Regions from separate parts of the Zea mays genome. Here all the other regions are linked to region 1. A link is a contact called in public Hi-C data. All regions are on one chromosome and are shown on one strand. The core of a region is the stretch at or near the end of the contact, and the rest is flanking DNA. Distances in the headings are between cores, read along the strand shown. Region 1 holds the start of LOC100193340. Region 2 holds the start of LOC100280644 (ribose-phosphate pyrophosphokinase 4). Region 3 holds the start of LOC103627645 (3-hydroxy-3-methylglutaryl-coenzyme A reductase 1).

Region 1 (5,112 bases), core at 723-3,222:
GTTCCTCTAGAGGGACCAGGAGACCTGCGGGATAAACTCAACAACAGACGTGCGAGCAGAGATGCTTGTATCTGTTTGGAGAAGACACGTGAGCGCTGCAGCGGCCTCGGGCAAGATTTCGTTGCGGTCGTGCCACGGGCCCCAGGGGATGCTCGATTCCAGACCAGCATCCCGTTGGCTGGAGTAGGCTACACTGCCCTAGCGAACCACCTCCGCGCGACAACGTGGCCGCCCAAGTTTCGGCCACATCTGCCAGAAAAATACGATGGTACGACAAACCTGTCAGAATTCCTGCAGGTTTATGTCACTGCCATTACGGCAGCGGGTGGAGACACTGCCGTATTGGCAACCTATTCCATGTAGCCCTGTCTGGACCAGCCCAGACTTGGCTCATGAACCAAGCCCCAGGATCCATCTACTCCTGGGAAGAGCTCTGTGCGCGGTTCGTGGCAAACTTCGCCAGCGCTTACCAGCGGCACGGAGTGGAGGCACACCTCCACGCAGTGAGACAGGGATCCGAGGAGACCCTCCGAGCGTTCATTTCCCGCTTCACCAAGGTACATGGGACAATCCCCTGTATCTCGGATGCATCCATGAACACTGCTTTCCGCCAGGGGGTACTGAGAGCACCTAGAGGGGGGGGGGGTGAATAGGTGATCCTGTAAAAACTTGAAACTTAATCCACAAAACTTGATTAGGAGTTAGCACAGTAAAGCCAAGTGGCTAGAGAGGAGTTCTTGCAATAGCCACAAGAAGATCAACACAGATAGGCACAGTGGTTTATCCCGTGGTTCGACCAAGTCCAACACTTGCCTACTCCACGTTGTGGCGTCCCAACGGACGAGGGTTGCACTCAACCCCTCTCAAGCGGTCCAAAGACCCACTTGAATACCACGATGTTTTGCTTTGTTTACTATATCCCGCTTGCGAGAAATCTCCACAACTTGGAGCCTCTCGCCCTTACAATTTGATGTTCACAAAGAAGCACTGAGTAAGGATGGGATGAGCAACGCACACAAGACACAAAATCAGAGCACAAACACGCACACAAGTCACAACTCGAGCTCACAACACAACCCAAAGAGTTATCTACTCAAATGGAGCTCTAGTTGCTATCACAAAGAATCGAATGCACGGAATTGGAGTCTTGGTGCTTAGGAATGCTTAGAGAATGCTTGGTGTTCTCCTCCATGCGCATAGGGGTCTCTTTTATAGCCCCAAGGCAGCTAGGAGCCGTTGAAAGCATTCCAGGAAGACAATTCTTGTCTTCTGTCGCCTGGCGCACCGGACAGTCCGGTGCACCACCGGACACTGTCCGGTGCGGATTTCTTTCCTTCTTTGGCGAAGCCGACCGTTGGAGATTCAGAGCCGTTGGCGCACCGGACACTGTCCGGTGCACACCGGACAGTCCGGTGCCCCCTTCTGACCGTTGGCTTTGCCACGCGTCGCGCACGGATTACGCGGCCGACCGTTGGCCCAGCCGACTGTTGGCTCACCGGACAGTCTGGTGCACCACCGGACAGTCCAGTGATTTATAGCCGTACGCCGCCGACGAAACCCGAGAGCAGCCATTTCGCCAGAGTCAGCTTGGCGCACCGCCGAACACTGTTCGGTGCCCCACCAGACAGTCCGGTGCATCCAGACTGCGCAGAGTCTTAGCCCAAATTGATCTTTTCTATGAAAAGTTATGTAGGTTAATACCAAACACATATTAAGAGGCTCTCTATAATAAACCTATATTTTTTATATTAAGAGAAAAAGTTATTTTTTTATTGTTGTTGTCTATCTCTCTTTAGGTTTACACCGTTGCAAGATCATAAAAGATCTTTAGCATCTTTCCGCGGAATATAATATGTACGATAACGTTGAGTCAAGGCTAACACAGACAACAAAGTTATTAAGGTTAGTTCTACTAATCATTATCTAAATAAACTAGCTAACAATAAATTTGTATAGTATTTTCTAAATTTTATACGGTCAGCTGATACTCTTGCTGACACTCGAAGTTTGAAATGAGAGAGCTCATGGCGTGAGCGAGGGGTTGCAGGCAGCGCTCGCCTCCGCCCTTCTGGTATAAAAGCCTCTCACGCCGCACCCACATTTCTCACATCACAGTGCGGGCGGCGGGCGCCACTCTCACACCTACCAGGAAACCAATCAAAACTTAAAACCAATCGAAATTAGACCGGCGACGAGGATTAGCGCTCGCCGGCGATGGATTCTGACTACGGCGTGCCTCGCGAGCTCTCGGAGGTGCAGAAGAAGCGCACGCTCTACCAGCCCGAGCTGCCCCCCTGCCTCCAGGTACGCACCGCCAACGCACCTCCTCGTTACTCCTGCTACGTTCCGCGCGTGCGCCATTGCCCGCCTCCGGGTACAGATCTGCGATCTCTCAGGTCATGCGGCGCCAGATCCCGCATTGTCCTCCCGCCAGATCGGTTTGTTCCGTCGGCGATGATTTTTACGGTTCACCGTTCACGTACTCCCGATTTGTTTATTCGGGATCAGGACACAGTGCGTATCTGAGTATCAGTTGCGCTGACTGGTGAGACTGGATCTGGATTGTAGTGAACGTGGCTGGCGATGAACGTCACATCTGGATCGCGGTGCTGTCCTGTATTTTAGATCGGTTTTCATATCTGACTCGAGGGATGATTTGTTTTTTTATGCTGTCGTGGTTCATCTGTTTTATAGTGGCTGGTAGCAAATTGCAACTGGGAGTTAACTGACGAAATTATTCTGCAGCAATGATGATGGACCATCTTCCTGTACTCATGGATCCTAACTTAGGACTCGGTAGTCGCTATCAAATTGACCTTCTCATGTCTGGAATCACTTTTGAACTCTTTCATGTCTGGAATCACTTTTGAACTCTTCTCATGTCTGGAATCACTTTTGAACTCTTCTCATGTCTCGAATCACTTTTGAACTCTTTCATGTCTGGAATCACTTTTGAACTCTTCTCATGTCTGGAATCACTTTTGAACTCTTCTCATGTCTGGAATCACTTTTGAACTCGTCTATATGGCTACTCTCAATAATTTTCTGCGTCAAATTGACTTCTCTTGTATTTGGGTCCTTGGGGGCACCACTTTTTAACTGGTTCCTAGATGGGAAGAGCTTCCAATAGATTTCCAGAACAAATTTATTGTGGTTTTCTGACTTTCTGTTAGAGTTAGCGTCTTTTCTTGTGTTTGGGGCCTTGGGGCACTTCTTAACTGGTTCTTATACAGGAAGAGTTGTCAATAGATTTCCAGAACAGATTTCTTGTGTGTTTCTGTTAGAGTTAGCTCAGTTCACACACTAGGAAGTAGGAATGTATTTACTGATTGCATGTAATTCAGGGCACCACTGTCAGGGTGGAGTATGGTGATGCTGCAATTGCAGCTGACCCGGCAGGTGCTCATGTGATCAGCCATGCATTCCCTCATACCTATGGGCAGCCTATTGCTCATTTTCTCAGGAAGACAGCTGTTGTCCCTGATGCTAAGGTCATATCTGAACACCAGGCGGTCAGGTACATCTTTCATGTTCCTGTACATGAAAATTATTTTTGTGTTGCAAATATCATCTCTCTCAAAGATCCAATCCCTTTTGTTCCAAGTGCAGGGTTGGCATTGTCTTCTGTGGCAGACAATCCCCAGGAGGCCACAATGTTGTTTGGGGGCTCTATGAGGCTATCAAGGCCCACAACCAAAACAGCAAACTCATTGGTTTCCTTGGTGAGTAATTTGATACTTTTCGGTAATCACCTAGAGCATCACATCGTCTACATTGTCTTCACTTTTTAATTCCAATTTGATTCTGCTGACTAGCACTTGCTTCAACATGAGTCCTAAAAACTGTGCATTTGGTTATTGCTGATTTTTTGGCTCATACTAATAACTTTGTTCGTTTATTTGAATTAGATTAGTAGATAATCAACTACACAAAGTTGATGTATTGTTTTGTGTTCAGTCATAAATGTGGATGGCATTTTGAAAATCTTCGACCCAACTTTCATGGGTTTGTTTCGTCAAACTAGCAGCATATGCAGGCATTTCTTAGGTTTGCAGTCCAAAGCTGATGACATTACTAATATGCATATAGATACCAAAACTTTGGGAGACACCTTATGTCCTGCGCTCCTGGCCCTTGACTTTCTTGGGCCTTAGTTTGTCTAGCCCTTGCTTTCTCTTGCTTGCCAGAGCTGAAATTTAGATGCATGCCTAACATAAACTGAAAACTTTTGATGTTTTCTGACACATTTATCTTGTTGAAACAGGTGGATCAGATGGTCTGCTAGCACAGAGAACCTTGGAGATCACTGATAAAGTTATTGCTTCATATAAAAATCAAGGTGGATATGACATGCTTGGTCGAACAAAGGATCAGATTAGGACGACAGAGCAGGTCAATGGTGCTATGGCTAGTTGCCAAGCTTTGAAGTTGGATGCTCTGGTTATCATTGGAGGTATGCTGTGTTTTTTCATCTACTAAGATTTCGGTAGTGTACATTTGTCTCATTAAAATTTTGATTGTCATCTTTTGAAGGTGTCACTTCCAACACTGATGCTGCTCAACTTGCCGAGACATTTGCTGAGGCAAAGTGTGCAACAAAGGTACATTGGAGTTTTTTTATTCTATATTACCACCTTTTCTTGTTTCTTTCTGTCTAGTTTTTGTGATCACGTTTCCTTGTCTGTGGATGAACTGATCCCATCTATTGGACAGGTTGTAGGTGTTCCTGTAACTTTAAATGGGGACCTTAAGAACCAGTTTGTTGAGACAACCGTTGGCTTTGACACCATATGCAAGGTAGGGCTGCTGAATTGACATCACTATGTTTGGATTCCAATACATGCTTTGTAGTTATTCCCTCTGGTTCCCTAAAGCAAGTAATTTTGAGGTTGTCTTAAGTCAAACATTTTAAACTTTGACTACAAATAAATTCTTTTGGGTTGAATTTGAAAATATGAAAGTGATTTAAGTAGATTCATCTTGAAATGCAGTTTCATAAAGTTATATATTGACTATATTTTATAAATATTTATAGCAAAAAGTGGAGGTCAAAGTTGTATTTTGGAGACCTTGTCGATGTCCAAAACAACTTGCTTTACGTACCTGGAGGGA
Region 2 (5,112 bases), core at 919-3,418, 230 kb before region 1:
GGTGTGAATATGGGTTTAGAGCCGACAACCATGGTTCGAATCCTCATTTGTGTACAGTTTTAGCTCTTTTACCATTTAAATGTGGGGGAGCACGACGACGGTGGAAACCGTGAAAAGTGGTGCTCAGAGATTGGTCGCCTACATAAGGGGCTATCCAGACTAGTGGGCTGCAACACTCTTTTGTGGTTGGTTGTACAGGCCCTTATACAGGCTAGCACGCTGCGTGAAGCGCTTGTTGGGCTGCATCCACTGAAAGGAAACTCAGCTTGTACTAGGCTGTGCAGGCAGCGCGAGTGAAGTGCCTGCACCCGCCCCGCACGAGCCAATGCAATCCCTTCGCTCCCTCTCTGGCGTGCTCCGGTCTGTACCGCCATAGCCACGTCTCCCGTTCCACGACGGATGGAGTCAGGGGCGGACCGACATTATGGCCAGTGGGGGCACGGCCCCCACTCAAATTTCTGGTTCTAGTGGACTTGCTATCTTATTTACTGTAGCTACAAAAGGTTGTTAGTTAGTAGGTCTCTATTTAGGCCCCCACTCAGTATTTCGGACCCCACTCGGATTTCGGGCTAGGTCCGCCCCTGGATGAAGTGGTACACAAAACACTTGTTGTGCAGGCTACCAAACACTAAATGTTTCCCTGTATGAAGTCCAATTTGCAATGCGGGCTACCAAACATGATCTATGCACGTGCAAAGACAGGTATACAGGCCAAACCAAACACCACGTTGTTGCATTACGTTAGGCTGGATTAGCCTAGCCTGCACTAGGAGTCTAGGACCTTATGCAATCAACCAGTCAGACCCTATGTGCATTAAAGAGTATAACCCCCAGAATGGCACGACAATGTGCCCCTCTGCTGCTGTATCAAATGTATGAGATAGATAGTATTTCCTTCTTCCTTCCATGCTGTAGTATACGATATCGTATTTCCTTCCAGACTGAATAAATGCTAAGACAAGTAGATAAGTAAGCATTGCCATCTACTAGAACTACCATGAAGAAGCAATAGAATAACACATCCATCATACCTGGCATTCTCTAAGAGTTCCCCCAGATTGCACTAAATCATCAACAATAACAACATGACGGCCTTCAGGTAGTCCTTCCTTTATACGAACTATTCTCTTGTCACCTTCCCGAACCTTGTTACAGACTATCTATACAATCAAACAGACCAACATGAATGAAATCTACGACAAGAGAACTGAGTAATTCATGACAACACAAGGTATGTGAAACAAACAAAAGATGACATCCAAGCAAGAGAAGGCAACCGCTGACCATTGGAAAGTGCTGTAACAGCTTGTGGAACCGCTTCCACGCACCGTCATCTGGAAAGGCAATGGTGATCTGCACGCAACATGCCATGGGTCAGGACTGCAGTAAGAATTTATCCCTCAAAAAAAAGTTTGTTCGCACATTAGTGTATGCCACTACGCACATTTTCTGCGTCCGGGAGCTGGCGGAGGCGCTGCAGCAGGAGCGGGATCCCTGTCTCGAAGCATGGCAGGACGTCGTCCCCGAAGTAGAACCTCTCCTGGAGCGCGTGGATGTCGTAGATGACGACGCTGGTAGGCCCGCCGCGCGACTTGGGGATCATCGAGAGAATGCGCGCGAGGGTGAACGCGGTGGCGACATCGCCCTCCTCCTCAACGCGCTCGAATGAGCCCGTGGGGAAGAAAGGCAGCACGAGAGTGAATGAGGCAATGAATAGCTTGGGCAGCGCGAAGATGACGGAGATCTGCTCGAATATGACCGACGGCGAGCTGAAGGAGGCCAGGAACGCCACGTGCTGCCCACGGATGTCGTGCGCCTTGTTGATGAACAGGTTCGGGAACCCGTCGTCGAAGCTCCTGGTGGTGCGGCATCACATAACTCGAGGAATCAGCTTGCTCCACGAGATAGGTGAGGCGGGAAGAGGAAGCGGAGAGAAAAGGTAGGGTGGCGTACCGCCAGTTGATGGATTGGAGCTCGATGGCGTCGGAGCTGGCGGCGATCTTGAGGGCGAGCTCCTCGCATTCTGAGCAGTAGAAGAGGTGTATGTGTTTCTTCGCCTTCTGCTTCGCGGCGACGACGACCTCCATCTGCGGGTTTCGGCGGCGGCGGGGACTGGGGAGTGGGGAACCAAAAAGAACGGCGCGGGGAGGGGCAGACTCTGCTTTGACGGAACAGTTGGGGGTCGGGCGGTCGGCTTTATCGAGACGCGAAGTGCGCAACACTGCGAATATTTTCTTTGCTTGATTTTTGGAAGAGTCAATTCCTTTGCAACCATTATAAAAGATCCAAATTCCATATGAACCACTGGAATTTCTACCGTTCGTCCCATGCCATTGTCCAAGATTTTTTATCCCGTTTAAACCACTGCCGTCTCTTTTCGTGGTAACGGACGTTAACAGCAGCGAGGAAGGTCCGTTTTGCCCTTGGCGACTTGAGTCAAGTCCTTGTTGTTCAGGCCGCCGCCGCTCCCAGTTCTCCCGTGAGGCTCTTCTCTCGTTCGTGTCCCCCTGTTCTCCCCGCCGAACCCTAGATTCACAGCACCAAGGATGGGTTAAGCGAGGATGGGGAATCATGGTGGAGGACCAAGGTCCGGATTGGCGGGCGACATGGCACCGATGAGGTCCGACGACTGGCCTTCATGGCTTCCAGATGGGTAAGTGTGCCTCTCATCAGTCTTCCTCAGCTGACCAGCGGTTGGGGCGGAGGGCGGAGGCGGGAGGCGCCGGGGATCGGGGCCTGTGGGCTCGAGGTCGCGGCCGCGGCGGTGGGGGCTCGAGGCAGGAGCTGCGGCGGCGGGGGCTCGGGGTTGGGGCCACGGCAACTGGTAGGCCTCGGGGGCAGGGCTCTGTGTTCATCTGATTGAGTGTGTTTGACTCTGTTTTTATGTGCAGGTGAAGAAGAACCCACATTTGCATGAGTGCCATAGTACAAGGAGAAAAGGTCAGGTGAAGGGTGCAACCAAACATTGGCATTGTCAGTCCCTATGCCTTTGTCTATCATGATGCCATCAATGGAGGTTGCAGACAAGGAAGAGAATCAAGAAACAAAAAAAGAGGTGGCAGGACATGGGAAGAAAAATAAGAGAGAGCCAGAAGTCATCGGATCTCCTGCAATGGGAACTAGAAGCAAAGCCAGTTGCAGTGGCAGTCCTGCCATGGGAACTAGAAGCAAAAGAAAGCTCAATGTCTAATTGGAACTAGGTAGTCTTTTGTACTATTTTTTGGGTCTACTTGACTAGAATTGTGTTAATGTAGTGCTGTGGTCTATATGACCAAAACTGTGGCATTCTATGACCAAAACTGTGATGCTATGGTCTGGATGGCCAAAACATTGATGTATGGTCTGTATAACCACTTGTGTTTTCAATTTGCATTACTTTGCCATACATCTGGACACTGTTTATGCCATACATGTGGATACTGTTTATGTCATACATCTGAATACTGTTTATGCCATACTGGGCATTGGTTCTAGCACCAAGGTTTGGCGCCAAAACCAGAGCAGAGGGTCTGCCTCCTGTGGCAAGAAAGGGAAGATCCAATTTCTTTTTCACGGACCAAACCAGGGGCACACTGGTCCTTTCGTAATCCTGTTACCATCCGTTAGCACTAAATGGGACGGCAGTGGTTTAAACGGGATGAAAAATCTTGGACAATGGCATGGAACGAACGGTAGAAATTCCAGTGGTTCATATGGAATTTGGATCTTTTATAATGGTCGCAAAGGAATTGACTCTTTTTGGAAGCCTAAACCCTAGACCCCAGTCCCCAGCCGCGCTAGAGAATCAAAGCGGCCTGCGATGTGAAGATACGGCGACGCGAACAGTGTGGGGGAAGAATGCGAATTTCCCGGTTTTACGCGTACACCGTACGGGCATAGGTCGTATGCGACACGCCGACACCGAGACGGATCGGCATGGAAAGCGCCGCCGGCTGAACACGGCTACGGAGCAGACGGGTTCTCCTCCATGGCCCTGCCATCATGAAGCACGCAGCCATCGGCCATCGTCATACGCATACCTTTTCTTTTTTTAAAACCCAAGCAGGAGGTCTGTTGGACGAATTCATAAAGTAAGGCGTCTGTTGCTTGTTCCATTTTTTTTTACAAATGCTCCCTTTAAACACCTTAAAATCATCTACAGTACTACTGTACATGTCCTAAGACCATCGCCATACCTCAATAGATACGACCATCGTCATGCCTCAGAATAGATACGCCATGGCATTACTCATAAAGTTCATTTTCCTGTATACGTCAAATCATCATTACTAAAGTGACTAGTGAGAAACATCATGACTCATGTGTATTAAGGGCATGTACAGTCCTAAAACGATGGTTCGGTTTTCCAAATCTAAGTGACAATTAAGAGACTGTGATGCAATTTTAAGGCTCTAGATCATAAATACAGTTAATAGACAATATACCTTTTTCAATTGATCTTCTAAAAACCCTATATTAAATAGGGTTGTAGATCTCCTAAGGACTCTACTTAAATAGCAGAAGTTCAGACTTCAAAGAAACACGACAACCATGACAAATTGACGAGTTGGCAAGCATCAAAGAGTAAAAACTGACATGGGGCTGGTTTGTTCCCCCACTTTACTGGTGGGATGGTAATTTACAAGAGCCTATCTTCCTGTGTATGTTGCACCATTGAACCAAAAACAATGAAGTAATCATAAGTTACACATATGTGGTTAATCGAGAAGCGCTACAAAATCGAAACCTCGAAATATAATGCCAAAACTTTTGCACAGCGACCTTCTCGCCGACAGGAATCTGATTCGTTTCTTCAACAATCAACATGAAATGTCAAGCTGGTGGTCTTTCCAGTAGCATACCTTACCTCACATGAAGCCCGGGTCGAGCTAAGTGTCAGGAGAGGGGAGACTTCAGGCTGCTTAGGTCTCAACTCACGACCTCATCGGATGTTGAATGGCTAGTTTCCAAGTTGAATTTAGGCTCACTGGGATACACAAAGACAGTCGCTGCTGAGGCTGAAGGAGTCAATGCAGCAGAATACCGCACTGAAGTTACTGTGATCCTTGGCAACTGCTGAGAGCCAGAACCAAGCGGTACAAACTTATGACTAACAGTGTGCTCTGATTTCGG
Region 3 (5,112 bases), core at 1,774-4,273, 160 kb after region 1:
ACGCCTATTCCCAACCTTGCTTGTGGCTGTTGGGCCGCTGGTTTGCTTCGTTGCGTATATCGGGCTGCTTCAGCCCCACTCTGATGATATGTCCTGAGTTGTGGACCAACTCTTAAAGTTGATCGCCACCTTTATAGGTTTGTCTCGTTTAAGCAGATCTGGAATCATCTGATATATAAATGTGTTTACTAGTCTCCTGGGACTAGTAATTGTATCACATTTGAGTCCCAAAAGGATTGGGGCGCTTCACCATAGCAAGGAGAACTATCTTCCGCACTCCGAATTCATAATTATATATTTCTAACCCTAACCCCAAGTGAAGTGTGTGTTCAAAGTTTGTAATTTTCAGGTTTCGCCTATTCACCCCCCCTATAGGTGATTTTCAATATCGCCTCCCAATCCACCTATTCAAAACAAGCTGTGAAAAACATCATATATAAATGACGCATTGTTAAATTCTATACAACAAAATAATGAACAAAGAGATAGACGCAGAGCACAATTAATAAGTAGGGATGCAACAAGCAAGCACATAGACACAGCTGTGCAGAAAACTAATCTAGTGAATCTCTTGTGTTGATTTTCGCTACCAAGCAACAATCTCTTGGTCTAAGTTTCTCCATATGGTCTCTAGAAAAGATGCTAAGGATAGCTCACCTGAAACTGAAGATGCCAACAAAGTACTGTCTCCAGAAAGTAAGAACACTTTGCTGAACTGCTTAAGCAAGCAGGCACTTGTAGTTGCTACACATGAGAGTGCAAAAAACTTGCCTATTGATTATATCAAAATGCTTTTGCCTTGTTAAGAAGAGATGTGGCTCAAGGATCTCCAGGTGAAGCGACAACTTCTACACCACCACCAGCACACTTCATACTTGTTGTCATGTCTCTCCTAAAAGCTTTCTTAGTTTAGGGTTTTAGGGTTTTAGGGTTTAGGGTTTAGGGTTTAGCGACAACTTCTGCGCCCTTTCATGGAGAGCCGGTGCGTGGTCGACGGAGAGAGAGTGGATCTGAGCGCCTTCCATGGAGACCGAGGTTGGGGTCGCCGTGGACCGCGCCCTTCCATGGAGAGCCGGTGCGTGGTTGGCGTGGTGGAGGGGGAGGGCGCGGACGGTGGCGAAGCCATGTGGTGAAGATGTGGACGCCCACGGTATTGGCTTATAGAGTAGTAGAGATTTATATTTTTATTGTCCATCCATTTTAAACATAAGACTATTTTAAACTATTATATTTGTCTATTGTGGGTAGTTTAGTGAGATTATATTGTTTTAACGATTTAATTTAGTCTGTTCTAAATTTTTTTTGACTCTGACCTTGCTCGTACCACTTGTATACTTGGTATACACGATAGATATGATTAGGGGCGGACCTAGAGGATAGCCTAGGTAAGCCTTCGACTACCGGAGAATTTGGCTCCAAAACAAACTAGTACTCATCGTTTAGGTCTAAAGAAACAAATCTATGCATCTTGCAGCCTAATTAGATGAATTAAATGTATTAAGAGATATTTTGTTTATTTTCTGCTCATATATTGAATCGGTGAAAATTATATATATGCGGTACCGAATTATACATAGTATTATATGTCAAAAAAAATTGTGCTCGACTACCTTAAATTTAAATTCTAGATCGGGCACTGGATATGGATATGATAATGTGTCCATTTCCACGTAAATGTCACTTTGACTTCAGGTAGTGAGCGCTCGCGCACGAACCCGTCCTCCAATGTCTTGTCGCCTGCTTAACACAGCCACTAGCTTACGTTGGGAACAATTCAGTCATGCGTTTAGCGCTTCAGACGGCTCACCAACAGGTGTCATGATCGCCGCACCCTGGACGTCGGCAGACGCCTTCGTACACAAATCCATCGTCACGGCGGCAAGCGGCGGAAGTGAAACGGAAAGTCTGACCAAACCTCTCCGTCCTCTAGCTTGCAAGGAAAGAAAGGAAACGCTGAAACAGTGGGCTCGCCGAGGCGGCGGCGCGGGCACCGTGTCCGGCCCCTGTCCGCTCGTTTGCCAACATGCGAGTCGCGTTAAATTACAATGAGATTTAATACCCTTCCAATCTTTTTCGTTCAAGATACAGATAAACAAAATTTAAGGCTATCTTCATCAATATTCTATCTTATTGTTTAAACTTCACTCTACAAACAATGTTATTTACAGTTAAAAAATATTTTATATAGCTATGTACACACAAACACATACTTAAAATATACATTTATCCACATCAATCTACTCACTAAAATTAATACTAAAATTTAAAACGTATATAGTATAAGCATATAATATAATCTTATCATGTAATTTTGTGGTTTTTACTGCTCATCATGTTTTAATATAATACTGTTTTGATGGAATATAATACTACTTTAAACTATTACATATATCTGTGAGTGATTTAGTAAAATTATACCGTTATACTAGTTTGATTTAGGTTGTGTTTGGTTGGATGCACATGGAGGGATGAAAGGAGGCGGCCACCATTTCAATAGTGTTTGGTTGATGATGTGTTTGGTTTGGCTTTTGGCTTTGGCTTTTGCCCCCTAAAAGCCAAAAGTCAAACCAAAGGGTTGATGCAGGGAGCGGTTTTTTTCTAAAAGCCGACTTTCTCGCAGTGCAAAACTGAAAGCATCCTGGACCTGCTTTCAGTGGCTTTCGGATGGAACTGTGAAACATATATCGAAGAACTTTTAACGGCTTTTAGTGGTTTTCACCAAACGTTTTTTTAGCTTTTTAACAACTTACAGTCAACAACAGCTTTTTCTACAGCTCACAACAACTTTTTTTACAGCCACACAGTCCAACCAAACAGACCCTGAGAGTCACGTAGAGACGAAATAAACCCCGGATTAGTTTTTGGTGGCGGTGCAATCCAAAAAATCGAGGAAACGATGTCGCTCCTGCCTCGTTCTATTTTGACCTCAAATTAAACACATTCTTAGCCTCTGTTAGAAAAAGTTTAGGCTCCGTCACTGAATCTACTCCAACACCGAAACAGCCCCGTTTTAAAGTGGAACATGTCCAGACCGCCCGTGTCCGCCTCTTCCGACGCTGCGGCCTTGCGGATTCCGTGCACACCAGTGCGAGAAACCCCGCGGCCACTCCGCGTCCGTCCGATCAACGAATCGAACCCCCAGCAGGCCGCACAGCGCCGGTCCGGCATGCTACGCACTCTCCCGCAGCACCGGCAGCACGCACGGCACGACACACAATCGTCGCACGCGCCCCCGGTTCTCGCTCTCCGCTCGTAACCCCCTGACGGTGGCCCGTGGCCGGTTAAGCCCGAGGCCCGAGCGGCGGTGGATGGACGTGCGCCGGCTCGGAGGCCGCATCGCGGCGGCGCTGAGGGCGCTCGGCGCGGGGGGCTCGCTGTCGCTGCCCATCCCGGCGTGGATCACAAACGCCCTTGCGATGATCTCGCTCGTGCTCTCCTCCTGCGACCTGCTCCGCCTCTGCAGCGACAGGGACCGCCGGCTCCGGTTCTCGCTCGGCGGCCGCGAGTTCGTCACCGTGGTCTGCCAGCTGGCCTCCATCGTGTACCTCTTCAGCCTTTGCGGCACCGGCATCCCGTCTGCGGACCCCGAGACCCCCGCCCGCCGCGACCAGGGCGCCGGCTCCCCCGACCAAACGCGCGCCGCCGACGCGCCGGAGACATTGCATGGCGGGGACGAGGAGATCGTTGCCGCCGTGGTGTCCGGGGCGCTGCCGTCGCACCACCTCGAGTCGCGCCTCGGAGACTGCCGCCGCGCGGCCAGTCTGCGGCGGGAGGCGCTACGGCGGATGACGGGGCGGGGCGTCGACGGGCTCCCGCTCGACGGGATGGACTACCAGGCTATCCTGGGGCAATGCTGCGAGATGCCCATCGGGTACGTGCAGTTGCCGGTCGGGGTCGCCGGGCCGCTGCTCCTGGATGGGAAACAGTACCATGTTCCCATGGCTACAACCGAGGGATGTCTCGTGGCTAGCGTCAACCGCGGCTGCAGAGCCATCGCGGCGTCTGGGGGCGCCGTCAGTGTGCTGCTCCGGGATGCAATGTCTCGTGCGCCTGTCGTTAAGTTGCCGTCGATAAAGAGGGCAGCGGAGCTCAAGGCGTTCGTCGAGACAATTACCAATTTTGAGATTCTGTCTGCTGTCTTCAATAGGTAAACATCCTTTTCCATTTGTCGACCTGAAGATTGCTTGCTTACTTAAAATGGGATATGAATCTGCTTAACTAATACTAACTACTTATAGAGGACAGTGCGGGGGTACACTGATAGTAGTTAAAAATGCATTCCCTTGATGCACCTTTTAAATATCCCTTGTGCTGTTTGACTATTGTCATGATGTTGGCGGCTAGAATGACATGGTATTAATATATTGGTCAGGTGATTGCCCACAAACCAAGTGTCCTTTTCTTATTTGGGTGATGATGATAGGAGGGACTGCCCAGCTTATTAGCTTATCCTAACTTCAACATGCACTGCCTGAGGCAACAGCAATCACCTCCTATTGTAGTATCAGTGGCATTATGTACTTATGTTTCCTTATTTCCCGGGTTTTGTTATTGGCCATTTGCGAATGATGCATGTTTATGCTTTCTGAAATGTTGTCCTTGAATTGTCGTGTTGCGTTTATCCAACCACAGGATATTTGCAAATGGTATCAATTTATACTTATGAAGTGTTGCCCTTGAATTGTCCTGTTGTGTTTGTTGAAACCGCCAGTAATGTCACGGTTTGTCGGTTACGATCTTACTCATGGCATGTGGGCTTATCGTCACATGGTTTCCGTACTTCCTAGTAACTGTCGGCATATGTTCTTAGAAAGAAGGGCAGTTGATCCTAGTAGCTGGTTTCTTGATTTCATAAACCTAAATTAATGTCGGTTTCTGCAAGTTACAGAAGCTTTAAACATTTGTTCTATTGCATTGTTCGGAACTTCTGCTTACTTGCTTTTTAATCTCACTAGAAGCTTTTGGTTCTGTTGTTTTCTAGGCTTGATAAGCTTTAGGTTTTTTTTTGGTTCACACCAGTCCACTATTTAAGGCATGATTATGTTGTGTTTCTCTCTTGTAAGAAAATATGGAGTCTATTTTCTCAGGTTTCATTTTTTTTCAAAATCATGG

The links. A called contact is a pair of places that touch in the nucleus more often than the background predicts.
Region 2: a Hi-C map of leaf shows a contact between it and region 1, with 4 times the contacts expected there. The contact joins the promoter of LOC100280644 here to the promoter of LOC100193340 in region 1. A contact is called at or near these places in 2 of 25 Hi-C or Micro-C datasets (leaf and tassel).
Region 3: a contact with region 1 is called in a Hi-C map of ear, with 2.2 times the contacts expected there. The contact joins the promoter of LOC103627645 here to the promoter of LOC100193340 in region 1. A contact is called at or near these places in 3 of 25 Hi-C or Micro-C datasets (ear, leaf and tassel).

Annotation. Positions count from the first base shown.
Region 1 is chr5:210,629,021-210,634,132 of Zm-B73-REFERENCE-NAM-5.0, reverse strand. LOC100193340 reads left to right here and starts at 1,972. Exons shown (of 18, transcript NM_001138475.2): 1 at 1,972-2,304; 2 at 3,345-3,517; 3 at 3,610-3,722; 4 at 4,265-4,453; 5 at 4,534-4,601; 6 at 4,714-4,797. The coding sequence starts at 2,215.
Region 2 is chr5:210,856,992-210,862,103 of Zm-B73-REFERENCE-NAM-5.0, reverse strand. It overlaps LOC100280644 (ribose-phosphate pyrophosphokinase 4), which reads right to left and starts at 2,168. Exons shown (of 6, transcript NM_001153562.2): 1 at 1,954-2,168; 2 at 1,445-1,856; 3 at 1,285-1,353; 4 at 1,032-1,160. The coding sequence starts at 2,087.
Region 3 is chr5:210,471,982-210,477,093 of Zm-B73-REFERENCE-NAM-5.0, reverse strand. It overlaps LOC103627645 (3-hydroxy-3-methylglutaryl-coenzyme A reductase 1), which reads left to right and starts at 3,023. Exons shown (of 4, transcript XM_008647942.4): 1 at 3,023-4,147. The coding sequence starts at 3,309.